Linked DNA regions of Gossypium hirsutum: region 2 is linked to region 1. The links are chromatin contacts, called in public Hi-C maps. All regions are on one chromosome and are shown on one strand. The core of a region is the stretch at or near the end of the contact, and the rest is flanking DNA. Distances in the headings are between cores, read along the strand shown. Region 1 holds the start of LOC107962682 (F-box/LRR-repeat protein At4g29420). Region 2 holds the start of LOC107887254.

Evidence for each region. A called contact is a pair of places that touch in the nucleus more often than the background predicts.
Region 2: a Hi-C map of leaf shows a contact between it and region 1, with 3 times the contacts expected there. The contact joins the promoter of LOC107887254 here to the promoter of LOC107962682 in region 1. A contact is called at or near these places in 3 of 34 Hi-C or Micro-C datasets (all in leaf).

Annotation. Positions count from the first base shown.
Region 1 is chrA06:17,349,112-17,352,879 of Gossypium_hirsutum_v2.1, forward strand. It overlaps LOC107962682 (F-box/LRR-repeat protein At4g29420), which reads right to left and starts at 1,732. Exons shown (of 2, transcript XM_016899160.2): 1 at 1,113-1,732; 2 at 1-623. The coding sequence starts at 1,566. The coding sequence ends at 58. LOC107962681 (probable caffeoyl-CoA O-methyltransferase At4g26220) reads right to left here. Exons shown (of 6, transcript XM_016899159.2): 2 at 3,285-3,379; 3 at 3,128-3,207; 4 at 2,897-3,041; 5 at 2,627-2,758; 6 at 2,134-2,547. The coding sequence starts at 3,353. The coding sequence ends at 2,257.
Region 2 is chrA06:17,834,808-17,838,575 of Gossypium_hirsutum_v2.1, forward strand. It overlaps LOC107887254, which reads right to left and starts at 2,125. Exons shown (of 8, transcript XM_016811444.2): 1 at 1,846-2,125; 2 at 1,099-1,166; 3 at 287-434; 4 at 129-209. The coding sequence starts at 2,115. LOC107887256 (thioredoxin-like 2, chloroplastic) reads right to left here. Exons shown (of 4, transcript XM_016811446.2): 3 at 3,343-3,507; 4 at 2,457-2,828. The coding sequence ends at 2,679. LOC107887258 (a long non-coding RNA gene) reads left to right here and starts at 1,999. Exons shown (of 3, transcript XR_001681095.2): 1 at 1,999-2,795; 2 at 2,891-3,141; 3 at 3,270-3,749.

The DNA of each region.
Region 1 (3,768 bases), core at 482-2,981:
TATCTTCCAAACCTCCTTTCCGAAAGCAATTCTCAGCTTCACACCAAGCCCCAGGGCCTATATTAAGATATGTTGCATTCGGAAACACATCAAACACTGCTTCCAAGCGAAATTTAATTGTTGCAGTCCATTGAGAGAATTCACTGTCAGCTTCCTAACTGATTTACCAGATGGAAACATGTCAAGGAGGCAGCAAAGACTCGAAGATTCAAGGTGAAGGTTTCCCAAATTATGGAACTCTTTCACTCTAAAATCAGATGCTTCCTCGACCGAAAGATGGAAATCTGACAACAATGGCGTGTCGAGAACAAGAGATTTCGGCTTGATACATTTTAGCCTGAGCTTCACGAGGTTGGGAGCAAAGATAGTCAGAGACAGAGGAGCATTTGACACCGTCCACAAGCATGATTTAAGATGCAAGAGATGAATCTTGGGATCTTTAAGTCCTCCAACGCCAACCAAGTTTAGAACTTGAAGAGAAGGAAAACATTCATTAACTTTGTTTAGGTCCTCATCTTCAAGTCTAATAAATTCAAGTGTCAAACTTGTTAGCCTAGTCATTGGATTTAATCCATCAACCGAGAGCCAAGCATTCTTCACCTCTAGCTCCATAAGACCATTGCCTACATACACAAAAAAAACAAAGGCAATGGCCTTTGCATAAGCAATAATATAACTTAAAGAATAAGAGAAAAGTTTTAATCTTTTATGGAACCAAAACAAAACTGACACTGAATTTATTTCCTATGTTATCAAGAATGCGGACCGGACTGGTTCAGTACGAGTAACCCAACTCACTATATTAGATTGTTTACCATTTTTGTATATATATTTTTTGTGTTTATGTATATATGTTAACGGGATAATTGCTCTTACTGAATTGGAACACAAGCGATTCAAAATGGCCGGGAGATAGTAGTAACAGAGTTCATTTCTAAAGGTATGCTTAACCATCATTCACTATCCTATCTCTCAAAATTTTAACACAATTTAAGCTTCACAAATACAATTTACCTTAAAACGACTCCATTAAGTTCAATTTCAAACTAATTATAGTGTATCCAAATACCAAATAAGAAATAAAATGAAATTGCAGGCGCCAAGAAACTCACAACAAGAAGAAATCAAGCTCAAAATCTGAGATTTCCTCCAGCAAGACTGTATCCAAAAATCCGAAATCGATAGCTTCCCTAGGTCGCCGCAAACCTTGGGCAACCACTCCTTGACGAACCCCACATCAGTCAAATACAAATCATCCGACTCGTCATCCACGTCGTCATACGAGATATTCCTGAGCGATTTATCGACTCCAATTGAGATTGAGTTAAGACAGGGAGCCTGGCCGACAAGGTTATTAAAGATTGCCTTGAAAGGAGTGACGTGGTCCTTGGTCTCCGGCGAGCGGGATTTGAGGTAGCGAGACAAGGTGCAGAGGAGGTTAAGGGAACGGACCTCGCGAGTGAGAGAGTTGAGTGTTTTGGAGGCGACTCGGCACCGAGCAACGTCGGCAGAATCAGTGAGACGACTGAGGATATCAACGACAAGAGATGGGGGAAGATCATCCATTGAGAAAAATTGAAGAGGAAAAGGGAAAATAAGACAAGACAGCTGAATGGAAGGTGTTAGGAATTGTTTCAAACGGTATTACTACCATTCAGAATCTGACCAACTTACATAATGGTCATGTTTTTCATTTTAATATCTAAAATGCCATTTTCAGGTTGTATCCAAAATTACGATAACATCTCCAATGACTGTTGCAAATGTCTAAAAAGCCATACAAGCGATTAAAACGACAACTGAATGCTATGCTAGTTATTTGTTTTTAGGCATGTTTTACTTGTCACCCAATAATTAATTAATTTTTAAAAAATTTAAAAAAAATTTATATCTTTTATATTTTTTGAAATTTTAAATATTAAAAAATTATTTATTTATTGATACGACATCCACCTAAATATCATACCAACAAAATTAATAGGCATTACTTTTTCTTTTTTTTTGAGAAATTTAACAAACAATTTTAAATTTAAGTGTTAAAGAAAAATTAAATAGAAGAAAATTGGAGGACAAATCTAACCAAACCATTACCATCCTAGACTAGAAGCAGTCGAAAGCCCAAGACCAAACATATGAATGAAAATGGTGGCCTTTGTGACTCTTTGTTTAACTTTCATTATTCCTTGACTGACATAGTAATTGAACAGGGAACCACCACAAACATGTTTAAAATGGTTTAAGCTTTGGATAATAAGTTCAGTGCATACGCCTACAGATTGTGATCCCATCACCTAATGGAGCAAGCGAAATTTCGACACGAGGATCCGCTGCCAGCAACTTGTTAAATTCCAGTGTTCTTTGTCTGCCCTCTCTCAGTATCTCTGGAGTGCACTCTTCCGGCATTGCAACTGATCCCGCCCACAGTGTGTTATCATACACAACAATCCCACCAACCTTCACCAATTTCATCAACCTCTCGTGATACTTCCAGTAATTGATCTTGTCGGCATCAATAAAAGCAAAGTCGAAGCCGTTTTCATTTCCAGGCTGAAACAGGAAATAATGACAAATGCAAGGACAGTGAATGAAAACTAAGAACAAGGATTTTAAAATACTTCATCCTTACATCTTCAAGGAGCTGGTCAAGGACCGGCAAAGCTTCTGACTCTATGAATTCGATTTTGTTCTCGACACCGGCTTTTCTGATAACTGGTAACCCTATCTCATATGCCTCTCGATTCATATCTATGGCTACAATCTAAACAAAAACAAATGGTAAAAAAGAGTATATAGACGACATTGAGTAAATGGCCCTCAAACCTCCACAGGTCAATTCTACAGATTGCTTACTTGCGGGCTAAGGTATTAGTCTTGGTGGAAGAGATGTATTATATACCTTGCCATCCTCTGGGATTGTAAGAGCAGTGCGGAGAAGGGAGTATCCGGTGAAAACTCCGACTTCAATTGTCCTTTTCGCATTTATAAGCTTCAAGAGCATGGCAATTAGCTGCCCTGCATCAGGTGCAGTAGCCATTATAGCCCTGTAAAATAACAATTTAAGTACAAATCAATTCAATTCATTTCATTTCATAAGCTAACACAGTAATTTTACAATGTAATCTACTACCTTGGGTGGGTAGCAGTCATATCCCTTAGCTCTTTCAACAGCTCCGGTTCACGTGGATACACATTAGTCTCTAATAAATACTGTCACATTATTGAAAAATGTCTTAAGAAACTAAACAAGATAAAAAGAAATGAAATGATTTAAGTGAGAGCAATACCTGATACAGTTCTCCACTTTGCAATAACCCCTTGCTGAAAATTGCTGATCTTTTCTTTTCATTATCCATACCTCTCAAATTGTTCCTAACAATAACTTCACATTATATAATGTAAAAACAATTTCTACAAAACTGGCTCTGTAGTTCATAATGGAAACTAATTGTGACTTGAAAATAGAGACATGGAAAAAAAGGGCATGGTTTCAAAATCTGGAGCCATGTCCACCATTAACATTTCATGATCCAAAAGATCAATAGAGCAACTAAAATCGACAGTGAAGAGCTTAATTGGCAGGATGGCAACCCAAAGAAAGAGAAATTGAAAAGTTGAGTATGGATGGAAGATCGATCCTAAGCATATAACCAATGAACAGTCTGAATAAATTAACACAAAGTTGATAATTCAAAGGATGATTAAATTCGGTGGTCCTGCTAGGGTAACACCCCTTACCTTGTTTCACAAGAAATTTGTCTTGCCATGGAG
Region 2 (3,768 bases), core at 875-3,374, 490 kb after region 1:
GAACTCATTAATAGATTAAAGTAACTATATCATTCAAGTTGTTGCTAAAATCACCATTGTGTAGCAGCATTTTGATGACCAGCTTATAATCCAACCAGTAAAAAAGTGAGAAGAAATATTGTACTCACAGGGTTCCGCTTAAGCTCTTCCTCATTCATACCCATTCCAACTACCCGTTCTTGCTTGTATCCTTTTGGAAAATGACTGACCTAAACATAAAATCGAGAACAGCATCATGAGAATGCGATAGAGGAAGAGGGTGATCTCAACATCAAGAATGTCTTACCCAACTACTGCACATATCCAAGATGCTCACTCCAGGAGTATTGCTGGGAGGGAAAACCTCTGAGTAGTATTTAGTAAGTGCGGCAATGGCTGCATCATCAATATGTGTAACAAAGCGTGGAGCTTCATAGAACAATGAATCTGGTGTTCTGAAAGGTGAATTAAAGCTATGAAAATCTGAAACTCATCAATATGCTTAACATTGAGGATAAAACTTGGAAATTATTGAAGCAAAGTGCAAACTTTCAGCTAAATGATATCTGCTAGATTGAACCACTCGCTGAAGCATTAAATCCTTTAATCAGTATAATATTGGATGATTTATGCAAGGATAGGTATGGAGTGCTGAGAGATTTCCTGTTTGTTTAGCGTTACTAATCAACTTCTTTTTTCCTATTTTATATGGCAAAATCTAGAGGAAATTATATGCGATACAGGTAACAAGTTTGGACTGCTTGATTGAAACATAAAGCCCCTAGTCTTTGAGAAATAATAGATTCCACAGACTCGTGTTTTAATCTTGTTACTTTGTTTAAGTTAGAACAAAGAGTTTTGCCTAACATCTTGCACTTTCGCAAGTCTCGTTCTTCTATAACTGACGAAAGATGCTTGAAAATTTACTTCTCCAAATTCCGACCAGAAATCCCAAATGTGAATAATCATCAAGAAGATGGTCAGTACGAAGCAGCAACAAGGATATAAATGCAAGGAATAACCAAAGCAGGAACAAAATGAGATGAACAACCTCAAGGAAAGCCGAAATTTAACATAAGAGTTCAATTTAAACAGCAAGATGTAGTTTGGATTATTTACTCATTGAAGCGTTGGAAATCCTCGTCCTTGAAGGGGAACTGCTCTGGCCATTCCACATTCTGCAATGCCTGTGAAGCCAAGCAAGGAGATTTGGTGAACTATAGAATTAGGACAATGGTAGAATGATGAGAACTCCAGAAAGTAACTAAAAGCATACATGAACTGGAAAGCAAGAAACAGAAGAGGCTATTAAACTCCACCAAGCACTTCGATTCATAGGTTAGCTGTTTTTACTTGTGAATTCGAGCGCATGAAACCATTCACTGCTACCAATTGCATTGCAGGACCTAATTGGGGTTCGGGAACTCAGCTCAAAGTCATATCTGATTTAAGAACTTGTATGCATCATTACGTTCATTCTCAGTGAATCCGACGCAATTGCTTCATATCAAAGTATATACCTTTTAAGCCTTTGGTGCTGAACTGAAGAACTAAAGGCCTATAAGATTTGTTGCCTACCCGCCTATACAATTTTCATGAAGAATAATAAATAAATGAAGTGCAAAATTTTATTTTATTATAGGCCAAGAATTAATCAACTATACAATCCAATGAACTTAATCTTTATTATGGTCAAGCATCAACTAATGAGTTAGGAGGTTCTTTTCTTCCATTTTGATACAAACCCATTTTCAAAAGCTTATAAATTGCCTATAAAATTTAAATAACCCACAAGCTATTAATGAAAAAAAAAACCCAGGAAACAAATGGAAGAAAAAAGAAATAATAATCAATTGGAAAATAAACCTGTTCAACAGCACCATTTAGCCTTGCAGAAGCAATAAAAGATTTGCTATTGCTGGCCATGTTCATGTACTGAGCCCAAAATGAAGCCCCTAAGCCTACCACCAGTCTACGTGGCAGCCTACCACCATTGTTCCATTTTTTTAGCTTACACGAAAGACTAGAGACAGAAGCAACAGCCGGAGCATGAATTGTAGCGGAAATTAAGCGAGAATAACAAACACCAGTCAAGACGGGAAACCTTTGTTGCAGTTGAAGTCCGAGGATTGCCATGTTTGATGTCACCCCATCGTATATATAGGTTTGTACTTTTATATGATGCTACCTGGGATATGATATCAGGCACGTGGGGCATTGACAACCGTCAGATCTGTTGTGGGTGTAGTCTGTATACTTTGATATCTTATCTTAATATTAGTGATTCAGATTGGGTTTACGTGGATATCTTACTCGTCATCTATTGTTTCCAAGGTCCACGATTTCTTCACTTCATTACAATGGCTGCTAGGTTTGATCTACTTTGTGAAAGCCGCATACATCCCATTTTAAGACATCGAATTTCTTATATTGTACGGATAGAGTTCGAGGGAGAAAAAAGGTAAGGATGATTCAGATTTCAGAAACATGGGAATTTGATTTCCACTTGACTTTGGAGGTTACATATATAACAGGCAGAATAAGAATGAAAAAGAATGCTGCAAAGCTACGAATTCCTACTTGAGTATTCTTTTACACAGAAAAATGCCAATATACAGGAATACTATTAAGATCAGCTGAAAATGAGTGTCGACTGGATGTGCAATATAAGTGGACATGCACATGTGGAGACACAAGCTTTATAAAGAATCGCTTGTTTGGGTTAACACGGCTGGCTTCTCAATTGGTGCAGATACAGATTCGAGATTCAGGTCTCTGACCGCCTTTGACGGACCAATGTGGCAATGCGGTTGTCTGTGAGTTTTGATAGCATCCTTTATTTTCTGAAACTGCATATGATAAGGAAAAGCAGCTAATCATTTTATTTTGAATATTTCTTTAAATGATGCAGTTGCATAAGAAAATTGGTCATCTATACATGCAAGTCAGAAGCCTAAATATGCATAAAGAAGAGTCTTCTAGTACGAATCCCCTTATGGTTGTCCTTCCACCTTGAATATTTCTCTTCCTATTCACTTAACCAAATAACCACCACCAGAAAGAGGGAAAAAAGGAATCATTATTCTAACATGCAGCATTTCAAGCAAGTTACAGTATGCTGAGAGATTCTTCTGATGGTGCACCTATGGTCGAGCAAGCAAGGTATTCTAGAACCAGATTTCAATGCATCAACCTCTTTTCAAGGACAGTGGTCTAATGTTGGGCTAAATTTTCCTATGATTATTCTATGGCTAACTTCTTTTTTTCCCCCTTTCTATTCCATTTCCCAGCACTCAAGTGGAGAACAGTTAACTTATACAAGTGCAAACATGACCATGGGCTCGGAGGGGATAAAATACAAACCTTGGCTAGCGAACAAGAAAATGATTCCAGTTGACCATGTGCACCCCGGTAGAAGTGGAAATAAGGAAGCACCTTCACATTCAAACTTTTACACATAGGCTTATTCTCATCAAAATTGACTTTGAGGAACAAAATTTCAGGGTTTTCTTGGGCTGTCCTGCAGAGCTGCCAGATTCATCAAAAGGCAACATCAGGAAAAACTCACCATAATTCAGAAACAACATCAGCTATTTCAAAAAGTGGATAACATTAAATGCTTCAAACATTAATTACTTAAAGAGCACAGCTATTAGCCTGATTTGAGAAACTGTTATCAGATGCATTGTTGAGTAGATGTATGCAATGAACTGAAAAGCTTTTGCTCGGTCAAACAAGATGAGTAGATAGTGCAAGCATCAGTTTTATTATTTGGTTACATCGAAATGA